Linked DNA regions of Mus musculus: region 2 is linked to region 1. The links are chromatin contacts, called in public HiChIP or PLAC-seq maps. All regions are on one chromosome and are shown on one strand. Each heading gives the region's core, a stretch centred on a gene start, on an enhancer-like site or on the middle of the called end of the contact. The rest is flanking DNA. Distances are from core to core; before and after follow the strand shown. Region 1 holds the start of Hoxd3 (homeobox D3). Region 2 has its middle 32 kb from the start of Gm46748.

What was found. HiChIP or PLAC-seq counts read pairs in DNA pulled down with a chosen protein or histone mark.
Region 2: a contact with region 1 is called in an H3K4me3 HiChIP or PLAC-seq map of embryonic limb bud, with 4 times the contacts expected there. The contact joins the enhancer-like site here to the promoter of Hoxd3 in region 1. A contact is called at or near these places in 10 of 39 promoter capture datasets (the C10 cell line, the HPC-7 cell line, cancer-associated fibroblasts and 4 more), 13 of 484 Hi-C or Micro-C datasets (the BV-2 cell line, Th2 cells, adipose-derived mesenchymal stem cells and 6 more), 16 of 115 datasets of contacts at active chromatin or transcription factors (the NIH/3T3 cell line, cardiomyocytes, craniofacial prominence and 11 more) and 3 of 9 other capture datasets (adipose tissue, embryonic stem cells and liver).

The regions. Positions count from the first base shown.
Region 1 is chr2:74,710,186-74,713,641 of GRCm38.p6, forward strand. It overlaps Hoxd3 (homeobox D3), which reads left to right and starts at 1,808. Exons shown (of 3, transcript NM_010468.2): 1 at 1,808-2,131. It overlaps Gm38462 (predicted gene, 38462), which reads right to left and starts at 1,873. Exons shown (of 2, transcript NR_164327.1): 1 at 1,785-1,873. It overlaps Hoxd3os1 (homeobox D3, opposite strand 1), which reads right to left. Exons shown (of 3, transcript NR_027899.1): 3 at 1-96.
Region 2 is chr2:75,027,755-75,031,210 of GRCm38.p6, forward strand. No RefSeq gene overlaps it. Among named protein-coding and RNA genes, the nearest start is that of Gm46748, 32 kb to the right of the region's middle. Within about 2 kb of position 1,822, at least 18 of the 459 cell types and tissues checked have an H3K27ac peak or open chromatin away from gene starts, as enhancers often do. A contact at or near this core is called in the NIH/3T3 cell line, craniofacial prominence and embryonic limb bud, where this site is marked.

The DNA.
Region 1 (3,456 bases), core at 558-3,057:
TTTCCTTGTGTAATAACATATTGTTTAATTCACTGCATAAGAATTCACATCTAGTGTCTCCTCCATATCTTGGATGTTTGCTGAATCCTTGGGTGTCTAGAGGTGGAAAGGGAAAGAGAGAGGAAAAAAAAACCATTTTAATGGACCAGCAAAATTAGAGCCCACTGGCCTTTTCAAGAATTAAGAATTTTGCTGACAGATGGTGGCAGAAACCCTTTAATTAAAATTATCCAAGTTCATGAGAACTTTCTCTTAGGATACAAATGACCTGCACAAAGGGGCGCTATGCTTCAGTTCATCTCCACTAGTAACTTAGAGCTCCAACATCTAATGCGGATACTCAGAAACACCTTGCTAGACTGTTCTGAAAATGACTGAGCAGGATAGTGGTCCCTGTCAGGCAGGCTCTGGTCGCAGTGCTCCTGAGAGGAACCTGCAATACCATTGACTTTCAGGTGAGCTCCCCAGAGAGCTTCCCACTGACAATACAAAGGTGATACCACTCCAACCTTTGAGGAATTTTTTTTTTCCTAGATTGTTCTTTTCAAGAACAGATAAAACTCCTTCCCTTCCCAGAGCTGCATTGAGCGTTTTTCAATGGTCAAACATGGAGGCCAGGGGCTGAAATGATTGAAGAAAGAGCAGAGAGGACTAGTACTAACTTCCCCAATAAGCAAGAATTGATCGAGGACCTAAAGTGAGGGATGGGGGGGGGGGGGAATTTCCTTTCTGTGGCAATAGATTAAAAGCCCAATCGTGGGTGCTCAAAATGGTATTTCAGAGAGGTAGACAAGTATCCCAAACCATTCACAGCCTTTGGGATGAGTGGTTGCTCCCCCACCACAGAAACACGTAGGAGGCGGGAGGGACCCTAATTTAAGTTGGAGCCAAGTGGCAAATGAATGTGCTCTCTTGGCCTAAACAGCCCCGTTTTCTGGGTAAAGTATTGGGATGTGGCTTTCCTGAAATGAGCGGGTAAAAACTGAGAGTGCCTGCTTTCCTTCTGGACAAGTGTTTTTTTGTGAGGGAGAGGAAGAGAGTAGCCAAGTGACCAACGTTGGGGGGGGGGGCAGACTTGGGACTGGGGGAGGCGCTGTGGGATGACATCCCCGGAGCTTAAGCACTGCCTGGTCTCATTTCCCTCCCACATGGCGGCCAATTGCACAGACGTTTTGAGCCAAACAAAACCAAAAATGCCCAGTAATTCCTAGAAAAGGTGTGGTGCGTGCGCGCGTGCGTGTGTGTGTGTGTGTGTGTGTGTGTGTGTGTGTGTGTGTGTGTGAAAGAGGGGGGGGGAGGCACAGAGACAGACAGAGACAGAACGAGAGAGAACTGACACACAGAGAGGAGAGAGAGAGAGAGAGAGAGAGAGAGAGAGAGAGAGAGAGAGAGAGAAGAGAGGAAAGGGATTCCGAAGAGAAAGGAAAAGAAAAGAAGATAAAAAGAGGAGAGGTAGTAAGGAGAGAGAGAGAGAGAGAGAGAGAGAGAGAGAGAGAGAGAGAGAGAGAGGAGAGAGAGGAGAGAGAGAGAGAAAGAGAAGAGGAAAAACATGGCGCTCGCGAGCTGTATGTGCAAAATCCGCAAGGAATTGCAGTAAATTCCTTTTTGTTTGAAGAAAATTTACAACTTGGTAATAGACCTTTTTATGACCTATTTGCGGTCGTCATTGGCTGCGGCTGGTCATGTGCAGGCGCCGCTCGCCTTCACGGCCTTTTTCCTGATTTCCCAGGCGAATTTGCCCCCGCATTCTGCTTTCCCAGAGCCTCACCCCCTCTTTTTCTAACCTTTGTCTCTGCAGAGGTGGGCTCTAGTCGCCGGCTGCGGGATCGCGTGGTCCGCAGCGGCCTGGGCTCCCGCCGCGACTCCACCGCAGCTCGCCCCCGGTCGCGATTGCGGCCGCTTCCAGAGCCGGCGGGGAGCCCGGAAGGAGCCCCGGGCGCCGAGCCACCAGCCGCCTCTCACACTCCAGCAGGGAGCCGACCGCCTGCTTCAACCCTGGTCCCGAGCTTCCTACCCGATCCCTCCAGCAACATGAGCCCAAACCTGCCGAGGATGGTGAGCGCAGCCGGGCAGCGCCGGATGGATTCCAGCCACAGTCCGGGCCGACCGCCCGCAGTTCGGCACCCTCCGGGTAAGAGCCACCCTGCTGGCGCAGGAGCTGCCCGCTCCACCGCCTCGGGCAATGGGTGCCACTTCCCCAGCTCCCCGCGTTATTCAAGAACCTGGGGATCGCTCTCTGCATCCTCGTCCCTAAAGTATGTCCCTTGGGGCTCGAGGTAGGGTCCTGCTAGGCTCAAAAGTGCATTGGGGACTCCTTCGTGTCTCTCACCTCACCCCACCCCCTCAGAGATCCCTTGACTTGGAAACCCGCAGATCCCGAGCTCCCCTCCCCCAATCCGCCCTGTGAAGAAGAATGTGAAAATGGTTTCTGGACTCCTCAGCTTGGCTGGGGCTGGGGGGTGAGGGGTGGGGTCAGTAAAGGTTTCGTATGGTATAGAATACCGTGTTTCTGTGGTTTGATGGTGGTCAGAACTACCCTAGGTTAACAGGTGTTTTTCGAGGGTTGGGTCGTGGGTGGGGGTGGGGAGACTTCGGTGTATTCAGGATGTCTTTCATGGGTGAGGCCAATTTTTAGGATCTATATTTTATTGGGCCTTGTGTATAAAGACGCTTTAATTATTTAAAAACATTTCTCTAATTCTTAAGGGGAAAATGGTAATAATAACCCAAGCTAGGTTCTTCCTGCATCTGATAATGTGTCAGGTGAATTTGGACTATTTTATGTCACAAATGGATGTTTGCTATGGGAAGTAATATCAGAAAATCTGGTACAGGTTTTAGGATAAACCCAATAGATATTTGAGAAATGTGAGGCATTTCGGCGTTCAAACATCGCGTGTGTTTCTCATTTGTCAGAGTAATGAAAGAGTAGATCTTTTTGCTTTCCAAATGCGTTGTGTTTTTTTTTCCATTTTCCAATAAACACCATACTGCAATATTTCCCTTATTTCGAAACTACTGAACCAAACACACAGGAAAAAAAAAGAAAGAAAGAAAAAGAAAATCTTTGCAGAACATAATGTTGTTTCACTCCCCAAAATTTTGGATGGCATTTGACGATGCACTTTGAAACCCCTATTTCCTGTTCCTTCAGGAACACATAGGGAAACATTGAAACCTTAGACAATCTGCCGCATTGCGCATAAGACTGCACATGGCGGTGGGCCATAGTCCCCAACGTGCTTATCGACAAATCCTTATTGTTTGCCCAGATATTCCAGTATAACAGTGTTGGCTGTACAAATACTTGTGAACAATAGGTGATATGTTTGTAGAAAGGTGTTTTTAGTAATTAAGGATGGAATCACTCTCATTTCAAAATGGAGGACCAGTTGATGTCTGCAGAATTGTTCTGGGTCGGTAACTCAGAGGGCTCACTGTCTCTGGAGTGGGTTT
Region 2 (3,456 bases), core at 572-3,071, 320 kb after region 1:
ACGCGCAGCAGCTGGAAGAGTGTGGAGGGAGCAGACCCCCAAAATCAGATGGCCCGCACCTTCTCTGCAAGTCTTCTCCCACATTTTGGAAAGACGACAGATTAAATGCAAGAGCAAGCAATGGCCTGGAGGGGAAGGCACAAGGTGGGAGACGAGGAGAGGGGCTGATGTGTTATTAGCAGAGTGTCAATAACACAAGTGTCAGGAATTTAAACTGCCTCAGATGCTAGAACAATTTGGGGCTCAGGCTATAAGGGAAGGAATCTAGACATCACAATGAACACTATATCCAAATGGATACATATATCCATTAAGACCCTATTTGAAAAACAAAAATCAGCCAAGAATTCCTTGCAAGTGGTGACTCTCTTATCTTCATGATTCCAGGAGTGGCTTTAGAGTGCATGCTGCTGCGATGTTTCGTTTCTAGCTTCGGACTCTGTTCACTTGTGTATTGTTCCATAGAGAAAGCCGGGCCACCCGTACTTACCAATATCCCAGGCACTCGGGCCACTAGTTCCTGTCGAACGTCACCTTCCCGGAAGTGACTTCACCTCACTCCAGGAGCCTTTGCCAAGCCATGATGGTTTTTGAATACTCAAAATGCCTTCCTGGGATCTTACCCAGCACAGCCCACTCTGCTGGCTCCCCCACCCACTCTCTGCACTTTCTCTTGCTCTCCCCGGCCTTCATTGTCTAACACAGCTCTGCCTCCCCCTCAGGAAGCCATCATGCTTCCTCTACCTTCAGAGACCACAGTGCTTCCTTCTGAACCAGTTTATCAGCTGTTTGTGATGGTATAAATCATTGTTGATAATGCTGTTAACATATTAAGGCTCTATCCATGCCTTGTCTCTTGGAAGTCAGTTCTTTAAGAAGAGTGGTTTCTAATACTCCCATAGACCCTCCAAGAGTGTATAGTATACAGTTAGAGCTCAATAAATGTACAATAACTAATTGCTAAACAATAGCAAAAAAAACAAAAGGGAAAAACTATCACAAAGTTTTAAGAAACATTTCTTTCATAGTTTTTACTGCTTTTTTATTAATATTATACTTATTAAATTTAATTATTTAATTTGATAGATGCTAACCTAAAATATAAACAAATCACCAGCTTTTTTTTAAAAAAGCATTTGATTTGTATTAAGAGGGGATTAAACATATGAACCATTTTATTTCTTGGCACATATTTCTCCTAAAATGAAATGGAACAATATTAGTTTGAAGAAATTACTAATTTTCATCACATTGTTTTGCAGTGATCTGCTTCCTTTGCTTATTTATTAACCAGATATTTCAGAAACACACTAAATATATGCCAAAAGTCATAAAAGTGAGTCAAACATTCCCAATTGAAATATACATTAAAAGCAAAGAGGGGTCATATGGCCTTTCTGGTCCCTCCCACATAGAAGTATTCCATGTCTGACTTTTTCCAGTGACAGTCCCGTGCTCGTGCTGGGCAGGAGCCCCAGGTGCTCATCTGTTCAGTCACAAGCCCCACTGTGATATGCAGTGTGCTGCTAGAGGCAACTAAGTGGTTAACTGTGATTCAGGGACCCAGCCAAACTCAAAAGCAGCGTGTTCACCAAACCGCCCTCTTTCCCCACTATTTTCTCTGGAGCAATCCCAGCTCTAATTAAAATGTAATATTCTCCTTATGTGATTCCTTGGAAAAGTTTGTGGAATGACCACCTAATCCAGACCAGGTTTCCCAGCTGTTCCCTGGCTTGGCTGGCATTCTCATGCACACAGCCCACACCCCAGCTCCTCGTCTATATACTTACCATATGACCTCCCTCCCCTCCCACGTCTCCCCTGCTGTCTCCCATATACTGTACATAACTTCCTGACTCATACTGTTGTGCCTTCAGCGTAGAAGAGCCATTACTGGAGCGCAGAGGGCCAAGAAAAAAGTAATACTGCCCCTGCAGAGCACTTTAACGCCATTTACAATGGAAAGAACAACTTTGAACTGCTTCCAAAATAACAGGCATTTAAAATCACTTCTGTTTGCCGTTGAGATGGATTTTGCAGTAACCTTTCCAAACCTGCTTCCTCTGAATGGTTTTTAGTCTACAGAGTGGCTTTCTCAATGAAAATTTAAAATGGTGCCCATTTGAACATGACATACACCACAAAAGGCAATTTCCCAACATGCTGACAGTCACTCATGAAACCAGGGTCTGATGTCGCATCTCAATGATGATTATATAAGCACGGAGATATTATGAAACACTGCTTCAAACACAGGATTAATAAAAGCAGATGCTGGGGCGTACGTCTGATAAAGGAATCGCTTAGCACAGCTCTGTGAATTCAATTTCCCACGTCTGTCCTCACACACATCTTTCTGTAAACCTTACATCCCTTTAGCCTTTTCATCCAGCTTCATCAGATGTTATGAGGATTTCTCAACCAGCGCTTACAAAATGGCATTCTACAAGTGAAATCCATAAGTCTTGACCCACTTTGGTTTTGATCAGCTTGGGTTTTTTTTTTAACTAAGTTATCATTCAATAATAAGTTATGGTTCAAGAGCTAATATTTTAAAGTTGTAATAGCCCATTCACAAATTGAGATTCTCTGCTTATTCTGAGAGATCATTTAGTGTGGACCTGTCATGGCCCACAGCTCAGTGGATCACATGACAGAAGCAAGACTCTCCCTAGAGCTCCCGGCTCCATCCCCTCTTTTCCACCACTCACTTGGCATTTTAATTTAACATTTTGGGTTATAACGTCATTGGTTCAAGTATTTTACAGACAGAAACTTGGCCACACAATTGTGTTAAGCCATATGTTCTTATTCATCTTGAAATCTGAATTCTTTCACAATAGAGTATTTCCCACTTACCTAGATTCTTGACCCAGGTCACCAAGGGAACCGCTGCCTATCACACAGCATACCCAAGGTATGATGAGAAAAGACTTAGGACACATGAAGCCCTGACCCACATCCAATTGCGTAGTGCTGAGAATATGGCTTAAATGTCTTGTGTTCCAGAATTCATATCAATAAAATAGAAACCCCCCCCCTCACTTGCTAATTCTCATCAGGAAAGTTTGCTGAAACATGGAACTGGTTCCACCCAGAGCTTCTGACACATTAGCTCTAGGCTGGGACTTAGGCACATGCATTTTTCACAAGTTCCCACGGGATGCTGCAGGTCCAGGGCCACACACCGAGAACTTCTATCTGGCCTAATTGCTGTAGATTATAGGCTATAGTTACAGAAAACACAGGATACAGTGAACTAGTCGTTTTTTTGATGGAAAGTAAAGAAGTTGTTTATTTTGTTAGTAATTTGGCATATTATTGTATTTGATATGTTATACGAGTGAGGAATCCAGATAATTATTTCATTTCTGAAATTTGTAATTTTTTTTTTTTTTTTTGTAAAGCAAAACAGAAAATTCAGACCCCAAGCTTACTTCGGTCTTACTCGGAGCT